4 separate regions of the Mus musculus genome follow, and all the other regions are linked to region 1. A link is a contact called in public HiChIP or PLAC-seq and promoter capture Hi-C data. All regions are on one chromosome and are shown on one strand. The core of a region is the stretch at or near the end of the contact, and the rest is flanking DNA. Distances in the headings are between cores, read along the strand shown.

Region 1 (2,700 bases), core at 122-2,621:
TGATCCTTTATGGTTCATACACATGACAGGAAACTGGGAATAATAGGCGTTTTAAAAAGATTGAAGCCAAGCCGGTCATGGTGGCACACGCCTTTAAGCCCAGCACTTGGGAGGCAGAGGCAGGCGGATTTCTGAGTTCGAGGCCAGCCTGGTCTACAAAGTGAGTTCCAGGACAGCAGGGCTACACAGAGAATCACTGTCTCGAAAAACAAAACAAAACAACAACAAAAAAATCAAAAAAAAAAAAAAAAAGCAAACAACAACAACAAAAACAAAACAAAAAAAGATTGAAGCCAGAAGTGGTAGTTAACTCCTGTAATCTCCTGCTCTCAGGAGACTGATGCAGGAAAAGTATCACAACTTTGAGGCTAGCCTGGGCTATAAAAAGAGTTCCAGGAAAGACCAAACCAAATAGAGAAACTTGTCTCCCCTTCCCCCATCAAAGAATGGAGAGGCTGGAAAGATCAGTATGTCAATAGTATTTGCCCTGAGTTTTGATCATGTCTGAATGTCTCTCTCCCTGTCTCTGTCTCTCTCTCCACACACACACACACACACACACACACTCAGGCAAGTGCACGTGCGACAAAAAAAAAGGGGGGGGGGAGAAAGGAAAGAATGAAGAAACGAGCCAAAGGAAGAAAAGAAAGAGAGAGAGAGAAAGAGAGAGAGAGAGAGAGAGAGAGAGAGAGAGAGAGAGAGAGAGAGAGAGAGAGAGAGAGGAAGGAAGGTAGGTAGATAGGTCGGTCCGGACGCTGGCCCTGATACTGTGTTTCAAAAGGTAGAGAGAGAGAGAGAGAGAGAGAGGAAGGAAGGTAGGTAGGTAGATAGGTCGGTCGGGACGCTGGCCCTGATACTGTGTTTCAAAAGGTTCTGGAGCCTAGCCAGTCTCAGAAACCAAGTCTTTCTTTAAAGCCTCCAGGAGAGATTGTAAAGAGCAGCCAATGGCGAGCCAGAGAAAAGCTCACGCGGGTCCTGGGCGGGGCTGACCCTAGCATAGGGGTCGGCCGGGCGGATGGCATCCAGGGAGTAAGCTTCTGATCCGCTGGCGGGCCCACAGGCCACCACCCTTCCTCGGGCCAAGGCGGCAGATGAGTCTCACCTAAGCGGCTTCTTGGAGAGCGGACACACCAGGAACTGCAGCAGCGCCGGGTGGAAGGTGTGGGGCTGCTCAGCCCTCTCGCTCTGGTCAGAGCAGAGCCTGGCCCCGGGCACTTGCAGAAACCTCCCGGCGACTGCAGACAGTGCGCGGAGCCTCCGCAGCGCCGGGGCGAGCCTGCGGCACGTGGCGCTCAGCATGGCGGCTCAGAAGATGGACGAAGCAGCGCTCGGAACTTCACTGCTCTCACACCAGAGCCGCGGAGGTCACCCTGGCCCGGCCCCGCCCCCGGCGCCCGGTCCCGCCCCCGGCCCCGCCCCCGGTGCGCTGCTGATTGCTTCGCCAGCACAGCTTGAGTCGGTGGTGTGGTTCCCAGGGCAGACCGACATTCCCCGGGTCAGTGGCTGCACCACCGCTTTTACAAAACTGTAAACTAAAGCAGTACTCATTCAGGTGTCCAACTTTTCAGTAGGGCTAATCACAAAGGTGCCAATTAGTCAGGGACCGGACTCCAGTCACACGGAGCTCGGCTTCAACTTAGTTTTATCTTCAAGGACTCTTCAACACAAGCATATTGTGTTAGAGGCAACAGCAGGTTTAATATTAATCATACAGTAAGTATCACAAGCAAAAATTTAAGAGCCTGAAGAAAATGGCTTTTTTCTCCTTTTCCGTAAGCTGTGAAGGCTTTTACAACTTGAGGGTTGTTAGTTGTGAATACTATGGTAAAGCACATCTAATGCATGCTTGGACCCCTTTGGGGGGCAGGAGGATCCTTTCACAGGGGTCACTGAAGACCACAGGAAAACACAGACGTTTACATATTTACAATTCATAAATATCAAAATTACAGTTATGAAGTAGCAATGAAGATAATATTATGGTTGGGAGTCATTACAGCATCCTGTATTAAAGGGTCACAGCATTAACAAAGTTTGCTTTGAGTCGCAGGCGGGAATGTCTGAAAGTCAAACAGAGGCAGCTGAGATTGAGTTAATGTGTAGGAAAGGCCTCTGGAGTGCTGGCACTTCTGAGGGGCTTTAGCTGTCTGCTGGGAACCCATATGGCTACTGAAATCTTGTCAATGTTCGTCCTTTGAGCTCTTGAAAAGTACACATGTTCTGCCTCAAAGCTTTGCCACTATATGTGACCTATGAGGGAAGGGACAAAAGGGCAGGAACAAGAAAGGCAGGAAGTCACTTAGCTGAACTTCTGGCAAAAGATAACTCTGACCTTACAGATGTCTCCTCTGCATACCTGCTTTCTCCAGCCCAGGCTCCTCCTGTCCCAAGATGTATGCAAAGCTCTCTGATATCCTTGCAAAAACACTGGTCTCTGGAGGTCACCCAGATGATGAGGGAGCGTGGAAGGAAATGGCAAGAATGCTAACATTAAGGCCATGAGTGGGACTCAGCAGAAGGCTTGCCTACCCTGCACTGTCCTAAGTTGTAAAACATCTTTTTAAAACAATAAAACAATTTAGAGCTAATGTCTCTACAGCTGTGAGCTGGGTGTAGGCTGAGAGCCAGTTGGACTAGTTTCTTACTGGGTGAAGCGGAAATGGATCTTCCAGGTCCCTGTGTTTCCTAACTTGTCAATTA
Region 2 (2,700 bases), core at 41-2,540, 820 kb before region 1:
TCTGGGAACCAGATGTGGAGGGAACCTTTGGTAGTACTTCCCACTGTGATGCTGGGTGGGAGTTGTTTGGTCCAACCTTCCGTATTGTGTAGTGTAAGCTTTCTCTGCTCAGCGCATTATTATGGAGTTTCCTGCCACAGATCTTCCCTGCTCTAGACTGTTTCTTACCTGGCAGAACACTCTTTCTCAGTCAGATCTATATTTAATAACTAGACCCTTGGAGTCAGATGCAGGGACAAACACCCATAATTCCAGTGCTTAGGAAGCTGCAGAAGGAGATAGAAAGCCAGAGGCAAACGTGGACACATAGTAAGAACCCGTGTCAAGGTCTGCTACAGGACTCTGCTTTCTTTGTCCTAGACAGTTTCAGCACTGCGTCCCACCCTGCCCAGGTTGCTTGGCCTCTTTGCTTTTGTCCCCACTTATATGTCCTTCCTGTTTTCAAACACATCCATGAATTCCTGGGAGGAAACTCCTCCTGCTTCTAAAGTCTCCTAACCCTTACCCCCCAGCCTTAAGTTACTTTTGTGTCCGTTATGATCTGGATACTTTAGAGATACCTGATTTCTTATTCATAGTTTTTCCTATTTCTTCTTCATAGTCTTCCCCAGAGTATCTGTAGCACTAACGGATCATATAATAAATGTTAGCTGATAGAAATAAACCTGAAGATCATAAAAAATAATGTAAAAACAAGTTTGCTTCCTGTGACTCTGAATCTCAAGTGTGTCTGGAAATTGAATCAGTCTTCTCTGGGAAAGAGTCATTTTCAGACTTTATATTTTTGTCTAAGAACATCCACTGATATGCTGAGCCTGATTTAGGTGTCTGAGTCCAGAGTTGGAGAGCTGATTGTCCTGGAGCCTCCCCTTTACCGGTCACTTTGCCCTCTAGCTCTGAGTCTGGCTTTGGACTATGAGGTTCTGCAAGCTGTGGCACATTCAGTGTTATTTCATCAAAATCCAAAACCCTCTTATTATTAGAAGTACTATTTATGCACCTCTAAAACCACAGAAGTTTTGCCCTGTCAGTCAGTCATAATCACAGAGATGTTAAAATGAGGAGGGAAAGATAGCACATTTTAGGATTGTAACCTTAGGGGCCCTGACTCACAGAGAGGTTTACAACAGACCTTGCAGAGCGATCCCAGCCACTGGGTGTGAAAGTATTCAGAGGCAGTGGGAAGGATGAGAGAGCTCACACATGTGAAAATGGCCCAGCAGTCAGCACTCCTGTCTCTGCTCTGCTGCTCAGACCAAGAATGGGGAAGTGGGGCTGGGAGACAAAGAAATTCCTTCTTATCTGTGTAGGATACACATGTCTGAGAGGCAGAGATCAGATGTCCTGCCCTCTGATATGTTTGGTGGAGTCACCGTCTTCTTAGGAGCAGGAGCCACAGGATGCAGGGAACCTTCTTTTTAAGATAAACCTCAAGATAAAAATGCTAAATGATAAAGAGAGTCATTTGTTTTACCTGTAAATCCACAGACAAGAGCAGTGGCCACACATCCTTGCTGGTCTTTGTGTGTGTGTGTAAGATTCCAAATAAAGGAATTATGGGAAGGATGGTAGGCACCCACCTTCTTGGTGCCACCTCAAACCCTACCTGGGTACAATCAACACAACCAGTTCACTGGTGTGGTTGCTTGTCATCAAGGCACTGGGTAGCTGCTTCTCTTATCTATTGCTGTGATGAAACACCATAACCAAAGCAAGTTGGGGAGGAAAGGGTTTATTTGGCTTACACTTCCATATCACTGTTCATCATCGAAGGAAGTCCAGACGGGAACTCAGACAGGGCAGGAACCTGGAGGCAGGATCTGATGCAGAGACCATTTGAGGACAACTCTGCAGGTATTCAGGCAGGGAAGTAAACCACAAAGAGATGACGATGAAAACTTGGTTCAGAATGACTTCATCAACCCGGATCAAGACTTCAGGGAGTCTAATACCAGAGGGTTTATTCACAACAAATTTAAACACAGTATAATTTGGAGAAAAGTTTCTTGGTGTCATACAATCCCTGCTGCACAAGGAGGTGTAACTACATTGAAACTTAACTCAGGAACTTGTCATTTCTTCCAAGAAGTTGGGTTTTAGAGGTATGCTCCCTGGCCTAGCTTAAGGGCCTAGGGTAGGCTGTAGCCTGCTCTCAGTCATACAGATAATGTAGAGGTTATTTGGGCTATTAACCACCTCTGGTCATGGTTGTGGGAGCTTGGGGGAACCTCTGGCTATAAAGGTCATTAGCCACCTCTGGTCATGGTTGTATGAGTTTGATATGGCTTGGCCCAACAGATAACATAGGTCACCAGGCTGTTTAATCACTTCCAGGTCCCAGCTTTCTGGAAAAACAGGTTATGTCCTTACCTTTGAAAGACAATCTGTGTGCTTAACATTCCTGGGTTCCCTGGAGATCTATGGGTGCAAGGATGTTCATGGTCCCAGCAGCCATGGTGGAGGGGTGCTGCTTATTGGCTTGGTCTCCCATGACTTGCTCAGTCTGCTTTCTTAAAGAACCCAGGACCACCTGCCCAGGATGATCTGTCCCTCAATGGGCTGGGCCCACTCCTGTCAATCCCTAATTAAGAAAATGCCTTAGGATGGATCATAAGGCCCCCAATGGAGGAGCTAGAGAAAATACCCAAGGAGCTAAAGGGGTCTGCAACCCTATAGGTGGAACAACAATATGAACTAACC
Region 3 (2,700 bases), core at 134-2,633, 910 kb before region 1:
AGCCTGGTCTGCAAAGTGAGTTCCAGGGCAGCCAGGGCTATACAAAGAAACCCTGTCTCGGAAAAAAACAAAAAACAAAAAAACCAAAAACAAGATAAACAAACAAAAAAATTTTCTAAAAAAAGTGAAGTTCTGGACTGTACATACACAGGGCTAACAATGTTAGATAATCCAGACTCTTATGCTCACATGATACATTTAAAGTTTCTCAGTTATCAAATAACCTATTTCATATTACAGAAGCATATCTTTCTGTATGACACACTGATATATATTATACTGATGCAAATATTAAGTAGGGCATAAAAATAAAATGTATCAAAGATAGATTTTTATGTACTCATACTCTCCTTTTTTATCCTCTGGTTTAGCAAAGGATATCACAAGTTCAGCACGTGGCACTCCCTCAAGTCCCCTATACAGGCGGAAGTGCAACCATTTCCCCATCCAGTTCAAACTCCTCTGTTCCATCTGGTGAAAAAAGGTAAGTTGGTGGCTTCCATGGAGATTCTTCAAGACAGGATGGATAAAGTTTCCCCACAGTGCACCGAAAATCTCTCCCTAGGTCCCACAGTACACGTTCAGATATATGCTGCCGCAGAGACCACCGGTCAAGTTCCAAATCATACTGGTAGGTGACATACTTAGCTCGTTCATTTAAGTGGGTTTCTCGCATAAACACACAAAGAGAATTTGAGATCACAACAGCTCTAACACAGGGATCAGAATACCTTTTAGCAGGGATGTTGGCAGCCATCTTCCATTCATTTTTATTCACATCATAAATTTCCACAGTTACTGAAGACCCATCTACAGTGCCAGAGGGGAGTCTTATGCCAGAATTGGTAGCAATATGCAACCCTCCAATATAGAAAATTTTATCACCAAAAGCTGCAGCTGAAGCAAAAGATCTGCTAGTCTGCCTCATGGCCATTTCTACCCATGAGTCAGATCTTGGAAAGTAACAGTACATGAGGTTTAATGTCATCACATAGATGCAGTCGTGAACTACAACTGCTGCACTCCACTGCCATGCACAAGGCAAAGGGCTCACCATTGTCCACTCATCCTTCTCAGTGTCGTATCTTTCTACAGTCCTCCGGTTAAGTTCTCCACCAACACTATCTCCTCCGATTGCATAGATATAGCCTTCACAGCAAACCAAAGATGGCTTCACACGGACAAAAAGCATTGGTGTCTTTGGAAACCAGGTATTTTGTTGTGCATCAAACCAGTAAAAGCAATTCACAGTTCGGAAGGCAGTCTGCAGTTTACTTGTTTTACTGTGATTTGTTTTTGTGTTTTTCAAGGGCACTTGGCCCCCTGCTATGTAAATATCATTATCCGGAGTTACAACTGTCCCAACCTTATGCAAATCAGCGGGTGGGCTGCATAACTTGTAAACTTTTTCTGCCTGGGGGCTATAACAGACAGAAGAGTAAAGACTACAAGGGTTTTCTGAGGATGCTTCAATGAAAATCATCATTTCCTCCTTAGTCATCCCAAGTCTGGGTTTGAAGAACTTGGGCATAGACTTATAAAGACCCTGAACCACAACAGACTTATCGTTGGGTGGGAGACCTTGAAACCAAGCTCTTTGTGTGACTTCTGAAAGAGCATCAATTCTGATCTGGCTAAGAACTGAAGACAAATACTGGGATCGTGACTCTGTGTTGTACTCTAGCCAGAGCATGGCAGCCTCTCGCACGGTTTCCTCCTTTTCTACATTTAAGTTGTCGCTGCTGAGGATGTCTATGAGGAGGTCGTGGGACAGCTGCATGAAGGCTTCCTGGCGGTACACAGCCGTGAACTTGTGCTCCACCATCCTCTTTGCACTCTGCTTTAATTCTTCACAACTGAAGAGGTCAGCAAAACTCAGCAGCCGCACACAGTTCTCTGCATTAATTTTTTTAATTAAATATTCTCGGCAACGCTGTAACACATCTTCTACCTAAAAAAAGATGACACGTAGAAAAAAAAAGGTAAAAAGATGCTGAGATTTTGAACTCAGGACCCTGCACTGCGATCCATACTCCCAGCCTCCAGTTTACTTTTATCTACGATACCACAGGTTTCCCATAGCAGATGCTCCTGTACTGTCAAGTTTTATACGTTTGGGGTAAGAGACAAGTTCTTGCAATAACAAAATTAGACTTCTAGGCTATACAGTTTTCTATTTCTTACTCTTGCCCAATGGCCTATTTTACCTGTTCTATTTAGGCTGGATGAGTGGCACACACTGGTAATCTCAGATTTAAGGAGCTGTTTAAATTTTTTAACTGCCTTTCTACGGCTGGTTCCTGATTGTTTTTGTATACAGGTTCTCGTTACAGTAGCTGAGGCTGACCTTAAACTCCAATCCTTCACTCACTTCCACCTCCCACCCTCCCTCCTTTTCTCTTCTCTTTTCGAAACAGGGTTTCTCTGTGTAGCCCTGGCTGTCCTTGAACTCAGAAATCCGCCTGCCTCTGCTTCCCAAGTGCTGGGATCAAAGGCATGCGCCACTATGCCCGGCTCACTTCCACCTCTCAACTGCTGAGATTACGGCCTGGTGCTACCATGCCCAGCTGAAACAAGTTTCCAAAGTACTAAGTATTATTCCGAAACAGGAAAAAGATGGGAAAATACCCACATTCCCATTAAAATCAGAAAGGGAAATCTGAGAAATACAGACTAGAAAAGATAATCATACTAAAATGC
Region 4 (2,700 bases), core at 160-2,659, 950 kb after region 1:
GAATGAACTTTTAAATTGCTTGATTTGTAAAGACTACTTGACTTTTATGTTTTATATTGTCATGTTTATTAAGATCTTGGGAATGTTAAAAAAAGAAAAGTTATTGTTAAATAGTGTTGTGTTGATGTGTCTGGCTCACAAAGGGTCAAGTGCCTGGACTATCTTGTTATTAAACTTGCCACAAGCTAGAGTCATCTGAGAAGAGGGGCTTTCAATTGGAAAAAAGGTGTCCTTAATATCTGGCTATAGGCAAGCCCTTAAGGCATTTTCTTCATTAGTGATGAATGGGGTGGGCCCAGCCCATTGCAGGTGGGAGACTTTCCTGGGCTGGTGGTCCTAGGTTCTATAAAACAAACTAATAAACTTTGCAAGCCATGATACAGCCAGTAAGCAGCACTCCACCATGGCCTCTGCGTCAGATCCTGCCTCCAGATTCTTGCCCTGTTTGAGCTCTTGCCTTCACTGCTTTCAATGATTGACCATGGTGTCAATCATTGAATCTTTTATTAACAAGACCAAGACATGAAAAAGGGACCTTTATCCCAGTGACAAAAAAATGTAGCCAGTCATTGTAGCTGTTGATTTCCTAAGGAGAGAAACTCATGATCAGTACTTTTTTCTTGTAACATGACCCGAGTAGAAGTTGATCATGCATTTATTTTTCTCGATTAAAAATTTAAAATAATTGAAGGGGGAGGTGGAGAGATGTGATGATTGACCATGGTGTGTAAGTGTAAGCAGAACAAACCCTTTTCTCCCCAAGTTGCTTTTGGTCATGGTGTTTCATCAAAGCAATAGAAACCCTAAGACTGTAGCCATAGCTGTGTTTCTCGGGATTACCTGGATTTAGGAGGTTTTACCCTCATGAGATGAATTTGGTGTCTTCCAGTGTCTTTTTTCCCTATGGCATTCTGTACAGCCACCTAAGTGAAGTCCCCAACTTCTAGCATAGGACCCTTCCATTTTGGGCAGCTGCCTGGTAAAGTTCCCAAACAAGTAGGGAATCAGATCATTTTAGGAGCAGCTCTCTTCCTCTCATCAAAAGGCCATCCACCCCATCTCCGTAAATCCCGGGAGAGTCCACACAAAGCCCAGCCTGCCACAGTTATAATAGTAATTTGCCTAAATTGCATCTTGGGTATCTTGTGGGTCCTCCAGGTTCACAGGGTGAAGGTACTCTGAGTATATTTTCTTTCCGAGGCTTCTTATCGCAGGTCAGCGCCTTGCCTCCGCCATGACCCGGGGCTCTCTGCTCTCCGCTCTCCGCCCTCCGTCCAGGAGCCTGTGCAGCACAGGAAGCCCCCCGCCCACATGTGTCCAGCTGCTCCTGGGACCGGCTTCTCCTGCCGGCGAGCTGCGGGGCGGCGCGAGCTGACGTCACGGCGGTCGGGCGCCTGTGCGGGGCGGGCAGACGCTCCTGGCGGGCGAGCGTGTGCAGGTCTGAGTGTGTGCGAGTTCTGGCGCGGCTGCTGCTCCGCCAGGGACCGCGAGGTGAGCGGAGTGCGGGGAAGCTCCGGGAGTGTGCTAGGCGCCGCGGGGGCGAGTGGCGGCCCTGTGGGGCTCGGCGTGGGGGCGAGGGGGACCGCGTGGTGTGGGTTGTGAAAGTGAGGAGGAAACAAGGACTGACAGTTCAGTCATTTCTCCAGAAGCTTGTGCGGTGCGGTGATAGCAGGAGGATAAAGTCCAAACCTGTTTGCTCCAACTGTTTGGAAAGGATAAGACTTCTTGAATGGATAGATTAAACTGCCTGAACGACAGTCAGCCCCACAGTGGAGAAGTTTTCAAGGGGACTGAAGAGCACCTACCCCAACCCCGGGCCTAAAGTTTCTCAATTTTAGGTGTATTGTTACTTTCTGGGTTCCCTTTCTAACCTTTCTGTGGAGAGTTGAATCTTATTTTTATCGTTATGTTTTGCCTTTGACCTTACATTTTGTTCTTTGTCAGTTGCACGCGTGGATGAAATGCATTCTGATTACTCTTTTCCGTTTTTCTACTTTCATTTATTTATTTATCTATTCGTTTATTTATTAATTTTCGACTGAAGGAGTCTTTCTATGACTCCCAGACTGCCTAAGACCTCGAGCTCAAACAATTCTGATGTCTCAGCCATTCCAGCACTGGGACTATTCCAGGGCACTGTCATACCAAGCTATTGAGTTTTAATAATTAACTTTAAAATTTGACCTGCTTATTACAGTAGTTACCAAAATAATACTGAAAAGGTTTCTGTGGAGAGTCGAGTCTTAACTTTTATCGTTACTTTTTTCCTTTGCCTTACAGCCGTTTCCCATTCGCTGGGAAGTCCCTGAGGGAGTTTGAGCTCATAATTCATTTACTTATAAAGAAAACTGAAGTGTTTAGGGATTCATTCAAAGGTGGTAGTATAACAGTTATTTAAAATAGATATGAGTGGATAGGGGTTGACCAAGATTATTTCTCCTGCCCCAGTGATGATTAATCTCAGTGGTATGTGCATTTTCTCAGGAAGGGTGAATGCAGTCTTGGTGAGATCAGAGACACTGTGGAAGCTGGGTTGATGTCTGATTTGTATTGAGCCTGGGGGAAATGGCTAGAAATTAAAGTAACATGTCCTAAATCCTTCAAGTTATCCTGCAGGATAAAGAGTACGTTTTGTGACTTCCCTCTGATGGCATTCCAGGTAGTCATCCTTCAAAGAAAGAGTGAGACTCCCAGAGGGCC

What was found. Promoter capture Hi-C pulls out the DNA fragments that hold promoters and counts their contacts. HiChIP or PLAC-seq counts read pairs in DNA pulled down with a chosen protein or histone mark.
Region 2: an H3K27ac HiChIP or PLAC-seq map of trophoblast stem cells shows a contact between it and region 1, with 4 times the contacts expected there. The contact joins the enhancer-like site here to the promoter of Pyurf in region 1. A contact is called at or near these places in 9 of 39 promoter capture datasets (the 3T3-L1 cell line, cranial neural crest, embryonic stem cells and 3 more), 5 of 115 datasets of contacts at active chromatin or transcription factors (cardiomyocytes, embryonic stem cells, forebrain and 2 more) and 1 of 9 other capture datasets (adipose tissue).
Region 3: an H3K27ac HiChIP or PLAC-seq map of embryonic stem cells shows a contact between it and region 1, with 7 times the contacts expected there. The contact joins the enhancer-like site here to the promoter of Pyurf in region 1. A contact is called at or near these places in 13 of 39 promoter capture datasets (the 3T3-L1 cell line, 3T3-L1-derived adipocytes, the C10 cell line and 10 more), 2 of 484 Hi-C or Micro-C datasets (CD4 T cells and liver), 3 of 115 datasets of contacts at active chromatin or transcription factors (embryonic stem cells, extraembryonic endoderm stem cells and pancreatic cancer cells) and 1 of 9 other capture datasets (macrophages).
Region 4: a contact with region 1 is called in a promoter capture Hi-C map of embryonic stem cells, with 4 times the contacts expected there. The contact joins the promoter of Abcg2 here to the promoter of Pyurf in region 1. A contact is called at or near these places in 7 of 39 promoter capture datasets (the 3T3-L1 cell line, embryonic stem cells, hippocampal neurons and 2 more), 4 of 484 Hi-C or Micro-C datasets (the G1E-ER4 cell line, LSK cells and embryonic stem cells), 4 of 115 datasets of contacts at active chromatin or transcription factors (cardiomyocytes, embryonic stem cells and extraembryonic endoderm stem cells) and 1 of 9 other capture datasets (embryonic stem cells).

The regions. Positions count from the first base shown.
Region 1 is chr6:57,690,707-57,693,406 of GRCm38.p6, forward strand. Pyurf (Pigy upstream reading frame) reads right to left here and starts at 1,372. Exons shown (of 2, transcript NM_025574.3): 1 at 1,103-1,372. The coding sequence starts at 1,299.
Region 2 is chr6:56,868,916-56,871,615 of GRCm38.p6, forward strand. All of the region lies in intron 7 of Fkbp9 (FK506 binding protein 9), which reads left to right. Among named protein-coding and RNA genes, the nearest start is that of Fkbp9, 38 kb to the left of the region's middle. Within about 2 kb of position 1,291, at least 13 of the 459 cell types and tissues checked have an H3K27ac peak or open chromatin away from gene starts, as enhancers often do. A contact at or near this core is called in trophoblast stem cells, where this site is marked.
Region 3 is chr6:56,778,463-56,781,162 of GRCm38.p6, forward strand. It overlaps Kbtbd2 (kelch repeat and BTB (POZ) domain containing 2), which reads right to left. Exons shown (of 4, transcript NM_001362210.1): 4 at 1-1,951. The coding sequence ends at 416. Among named protein-coding and RNA genes, the nearest start is that of Gm10209, 15 kb to the right of the region's middle. Within about 2 kb of position 1,384, at least 5 of the 459 cell types and tissues checked have an H3K27ac peak or open chromatin away from gene starts, as enhancers often do. A contact at or near this core is called in embryonic stem cells, where this site is marked.
Region 4 is chr6:58,639,137-58,641,836 of GRCm38.p6, forward strand. Abcg2 (ATP binding cassette subfamily G member 2 (Junior blood group)) reads left to right here and starts at 1,410. Exons shown (of 16, transcript NM_001381927.1): 1 at 1,410-1,491.